Linked DNA regions of Pan troglodytes: region 2 is linked to region 1. Evidence: chromatin contacts called from public Hi-C data. All regions are on one chromosome and are shown on one strand. The core of a region is the stretch at or near the end of the contact, and the rest is flanking DNA. Distances in the headings are between cores, read along the strand shown.

Evidence for each region. A called contact is a pair of places that touch in the nucleus more often than the background predicts.
Region 2: a contact with region 1 is called in a Hi-C map of stem cell-derived neural progenitor cells, with 3 times the contacts expected there. The contact joins the promoter of ISL2 here to the enhancer-like site in region 1. A contact is called at or near these places in 2 of 7 Hi-C or Micro-C datasets (induced pluripotent stem cells and stem cell-derived neural progenitor cells) and 1 of 1 datasets of contacts at active chromatin or transcription factors (stem cell-derived excitatory neurons).

Annotation. Positions count from the first base shown.
Region 1 is chr16:68,126,827-68,129,672 of NHGRI_mPanTro3-v2.0_pri, forward strand. The region is part of intron 9 of TMEM266 (transmembrane protein 266); the gene reads left to right. Among named protein-coding and RNA genes, the nearest start is that of ETFA, 120 kb to the right of the region's middle. Within about 2 kb of position 1,420, at least 4 of the 24 cell types and tissues checked have an H3K27ac peak or open chromatin away from gene starts, as enhancers often do. A contact at or near this core is called in stem cell-derived neural progenitor cells, where this site is marked.
Region 2 is chr16:68,270,216-68,273,020 of NHGRI_mPanTro3-v2.0_pri, forward strand. ISL2 (ISL LIM homeobox 2) reads left to right here and starts at 1,433. Exons shown (of 6, transcript XM_063795302.1): 1 at 1,433-1,759; 2 at 2,609-2,798. The coding sequence starts at 1,702.

The DNA of each region.
Region 1 (2,846 bases), core at 170-2,669:
TCCTGCCCCACTGCCAGGAGCGTTTATGTGTGTCTCCCCTCTAAACTTACTTCAGGGCCTGCCTCAGTCAGGTCTCCATAGAGTTTGTTGCATTGAATGTAATCTTCAAGCCGGTAACTGATCAAAGAACAAAATAAGGCTGTCTGACATCACTTGTTCTGGTGTGGAGCCCTGCGTCTTCTCTGGGAGCTGAGGCCAGTCAGCAGTAGTCCACCCCATAAACCCCACTCTTGGCTTTCAGCCCCTAGGCTTGTGCTTGTGGAATCCACCTTCTTATTCTTTTTGAAAGTTCTTCTGGAAGGTGGGAGCAACTTTTGCCCACTTCGCCTGGCTTCCTAAGGATGAAAGGAGCGGATTTACCATCTCAGCCCATTTCAGGATCTTCCTCTGTGACAGCCTCCTGGCTCTGCCCACAGCCCATCTTGAGGCTGCACCTCAACTCACCTGGGGCTTGGGCCTGCCCCGTGTTGTTCTTTCTGCAGGTCTAAGCACTCCCGGTACAGCCGCTCTCCGCAGCACCTCCTCTGTCTCTCTCATCAGGGTCATTGGCTTTAGAGCTAACAGCACAGCCCTTGTTGTCCCTCAGCCAATGACCTATAAGACCCTGAATGCCAGATGCCACATTTGAGCCCACAGGGGAGCCAAGATCTGGGCTTGGAGGTTCCACAAAGAAACCAAGCCTTTAAAATACTCGTGCACATTCTAGGAGTGCTCTGAAGCTTTCAGTCCTGCCTGGCCCTCCTGCTCCTCCTCTCTCTGCAGCCCCCATAGTGGGCAACTTCCAGGAGGAGGAGGAGGAGGCAGGGGCAGAAGGGAGAAAGCAGGTCAGAGTCGAAGGCCACTTGGGGGAAACTGATAGGCTATGTGTCACCAGCAGGATGTCACGGGGTCTGCAGTGTCCCTGCTAACCCTCCTGGAAACTAAGGTAGGGGATATCTGGATAGGGCAGGCCCAGGCCTCCCATAGAGGTGCCAGACACACACCCTGGGAGCAGGTGCAGATGCTTCTCTGTCCAGCCCTGGGATCCCCCTGCCCACTCTTCCCTGCTTCTTCTGGGGTGTCTCCTGGGTACCTCCCGGCTCTGTGGATACTGCCTGCCCCAGCCTAGGCACATTGTTTCACAGCCAGCCCCAGAGCATCAACAGCAAAGCCAATGCCTCCAAGGCAAAGGGCAGAACACAGGGCTGGCGAGGAACACGCATGATTCACAGCCTCGCATGGTCCAGGGACACAGGGCATCCCCCAGCTGATCTCTCCTTGACCAGGAACTGTGTCCAGGGAGGGATTTTCATGACATTAGAAATTATGGCTGGACAAGCTGAGAGCACTGTAGGCTACTCTGGAGATGAAGTAAGGGCAGTGCTTGTTGCTAACTGTGACCTTCAGGCCAGCGAGGCTCTGAGGCCCACCTCATGCACAGGACACAGACAATCCAGGGATTAACCTACAGACATGAGCTGTGAGTCACAGAGCCTCGGGAGGGCCGTGTGTTTTGCAGGGTGGGGGAGGGCAGCCCAGGAGGGCGGGGTGCCAGCCCCAGCCATGAGGAGGAAGCAGCTCCACAGTCTCAACAGTTGCCAGCAGGTCACAGTCAGACAACGCCAAGCAGCTTCTGTTTAGACTTGCTGTAGCACAAATCATTTTTAAAACCTAGGCTGCAGAGTTCCAGGCTTTGGGGCCTGCCAAGTTCACAGTGCCCCTGTGTAGTCATTAATACTTCTCTCCCAAATTTATTAGTCTTGAAGCTCGCCCATAACTTATGAATTACAGCCCCTGGTGGGAGTGCCACGGATTTCACCATATATCACAGGGAACCTTCGCGTCCCCCACGCTGCTGCAGTATCCAGAGACACTGCCGCAGGGGTGCATGTGGCCAGCCTGCTCTGTGCCTGCCTCTGCCGGGCAGCCCCAGGGGAGGGAGCTGAGCTGGCACCAGTGCTTGTCCTTGGAGAGGAGCGGGCCTGGCTGATCATGAAGGCAAGGCTTTCCACTGGCCTCTAAATGTGTGGGCCTGACCGCGACACTGGGGACCCCAGGAACCCCAGGGCTGTAGGACTAGATCTGAAAGAGCCTCAGGCAAAGTAGCATTTGAAGCAACCGGAGGGACATGGGTTTAGAACTGAGGTCTGGGTTTGAATTTCAACTGGGCTTTGAGCAAGTTACTTCTGTGATCAGGGCTGGCTTCATGGATGCATGACCTGTGTGGTCACACAGGGCCCTAACTTTGGTTCACTGCTCTGCTGTTACCCTCTTGAAATTCTTAATACCTTTTAAACAAGGGACCTAGAAATTATGTAGCTGGTCCTGTCTCAGTCTTAGTGTTTTCAAAATGAAACAGGTGTAGAAGTTCTTCACTGAGAAGGATTGAACATTTAGTCATATGCACAGCTCTCATCCCTTGTATACAGTAGGCGCTCAGTGAATATTAGTGCCCTCCCTTGGTGAGGGCTGCCAAGCCATGGAAGAGCAAGTTGGAGTTTAGGAGCAGGAGCCCAAACCAGGAATCAGAGCCTTGCCCTGGGCTTTGGGGCCTGGGTCTGCACAGGGCATGTGGTTGGTGCCCCATGCCCCTCTGCCACACCACAGTCCATGCAGCCTGGCCAGTCCCCACCACCTCCAGGAAGCCTGGCCCAGCTGACTCACCACCCTTTCTCTCCACCTCTGCCTCCTCGCTGGGCAGGTCGGGGGCTCCACCCAAGGGGTAAAACCCACATAATGAGCATTGGCACCACTGCACTTGACGGGCTTTAGGAGGATTAGTCAGGTTGGGTTTGCAAAGTGCTCACACCCTGGGAAGAAATGCGCCAGGCAGCAGAGAGCAGCTGCCACAGAAAGCACTGAGACTT
Region 2 (2,805 bases), core at 183-2,682, 140 kb after region 1:
GGCGGAGGTCAAAAGCCGGACGCTACTGGACGAGGCTTAAAGCGCTCGCCCCAGCGCGGGGCCGGTGAGGAACGTTCACCGTGGACCATGGTCGAATAATGTTAGCGTGCACTCGGGGCCTCGCCCTAGCCTTCTGCAAAGCTTCGGCCTGCGCCCTTGGCTGCATCCGTTTCGAGGCCAACCAACCTCATGCTCTTAGTAGAACGGCAGTAGCGACCGCGCCCTCAGGCCCACAAGCCCGAAGGTCTGGGCAGGGTCTGGAATGGTGGTGGAGACACTTTATCCGCAGGCGTTTCACCTCGCGCCCCACCCAGGCGCACACCAAGTTCTTGGTACTCCTTTTAATGGGAAAACAAGAACAGACACCATGGTTGGATAAATGTTATTTATAATTCATGGGCCGGTCTTTGAACCCTTTCAAACAAAACCCACAGCGAGTTCTTTGAAAGAATGCCTGGACTCTGCTCAGAGCTCTCAGATTTTCTCAGGACCAACGAGCCGCCGCCTCGCAGATACCACTGTAAATTACCCAGCGCCTTACGTTCGTTTCTGATTATTTGCATTGCAGTGGGTTTGTGAATGAAGGACAAGAGTTTAGAAAAATCTTTTATTTTGGAAGTTGGACACGCAATCGACCCCAGCAGTGTTCCTAAAAGGAGCTATGCCATTTGGATTGGGGAAAAATGAGGGGGCGGGGAAGTCCATGTTACATTCAAAACAACAACAGCAACAAATTAAAAGCAAAACAAAACAACAAAAAAAGGAAGTGGAGCAGGAGGAGGAGATGGTGGTGGAGGAGAGGGAGGAGGGGCAGCAGCAGCGGCAGCAGCAGCAAGGATGGAGTCAGGACCCGTCCCAGTCCCGGGTGAGCGCTTTTGGATCTGGGTTCTGGCTCAACCCACTTAATGCCCCAATCTGAAGTTTTCTACAGTGTGTGTGGATAGGAAAGTCTAAATAGAGTTTATCAGAACCCAGGTGGTCATTCTCTACCCTCTCTCTAGCTTGGACCCGAAGAACAAAGGCACATGAGAGGAGAAAGGTGACCAGCTGGACGATGACGGTCACGTCCAAACGGATCCCCCTTGTCCTTGGCTCTCTCGTCCTGAGAGTGGGTTTAATTTTTTTTTTTTAATTTATATAAGAAGGGAGCTCTTAAAGGAGAGCCATCTCCACCCTCAGGTATCCATCACCCACTCCAGCGCGCCTGGGAAAACCGCCCCGAAAGTCCAAGAGGAAGCTCAGAGTTGTAACGGCCGCGGAGCCAGCTCGGCGGTGACGCAAGGTCCAGTCCAGATTGCCAGGCCCGGGGCATGAGAGAGGATCCTTGTAGGTTTCGGAGGTGGGGGGGCTGCACTCCATTGTTCACTCCGGGCCAATCAGGGTTGGCCCACTTCCTCCCAGCCAATCTCCCTTCACCCCCAGCCTCCAACCCAACCCACGCCGCCCATCAGCCTCTGGATCCCCATCACCTCCCCCGCATCCCCGGCAGTTCTGGGGAAGCTTCGTGACGCCACAGGTCCCGCCCCCAGCTCCGGCCCGGGGCTAGTGCGTGTTGACGTCATGCTGCGTGCGGGCCGGTGCGGAATCGCTCCTTCAACTCCGCGGGGCAGTAGGAGTTAGTTAGCAAAGAGCCGAGGCCGGGCGCGCGACCCTCGTCCTTCTGCCCCTGGCCGCACACTTTGCGCACATCTCTTTTTCTGCATGGTGGATATTATTTTTCATTATCCTTTTCTGGGTGCTATGGGTGATCATTCCAAGAGTAAGTATTTCTGTGTGTGTGTGTGGGGTGGGGTGTGTGTGTATGCTTAATATGCAAAATTTCTAATGCAGAAAAATGTTTAGTGGATTCTACAAGTGGCTTCTATTTGTCAGAATAGTTTAGGAGAGGAAAAACGAATGCATGTCTCCTGCAGGACTGCTTATCTTTGGGAATCCTGTTGTTTTATTTTATAAGTAAACACTATTTCTCAAGCCGGCTAGGATGACTTCGGGCTGCGAAATCTGCTTCTGTTTTGCGCAAAGGCAATTAGGTTTGATTTAGGGATGTGGGGTTTTTTTTTTGTTTTTTGTTTTTGGTTGTTGTTTGTTTGCCTTTCGGTTTTTCAAAGCTAGGAAGCTTTCTTTCGCTTGCTCTGGGATATTTAAACTAAGAAATGTCTGAGAGGATGAGCGGGGACTGCCGAAAGACGATGTGTCTGTGTTGGGATAGGAGGCAGCCGCTGTGAGTGGGAGTGTGTGAGCGGAAATGCCAGGACAGCACCGTTAGGTGTTGATATCCAGGCGTCCGCAGTGCCTGTGTATTTACTCTCTTCTTAGTTTCGTGTTTGCGTTTAGTTTCAAGACACGTCGACAAAACGACTGTGATTAATGAATGTAATAACGAAATATTTGGGGTGGGGGACAGAAGAAACCTTCAGCAATCCACAAGATACTGGTTTTTCGTTTCCAATGCTCTGGACCTTTAGAGAGCTCATCATCTTTCCTTATGGTCGCAAGTCTTGAAAGAAAGAGCAAGAGAGCGAGCGGGTTGGGTTGGGGCTGGAGTGGCCGAGGCCGGCCTGGGTCCAGGCAGTCAGGCCTGACGCGGCCCCGCGCCCTTTCCCGGCAGAGAAGCCCGGGACGGCCATGTGCGTGGGCTGCGGGAGTCAGATCCACGACCAGTTTATCCTGCGGGTGTCGCCCGACCTCGAGTGGCACGCGGCCTGCCTCAAGTGTGCCGAGTGCAGCCAGTACCTGGACGAGACGTGCACGTGCTTCGTGAGAGACGGGAAGACCTACTGCAAGCGGGACTATGTCAGGTGAGGC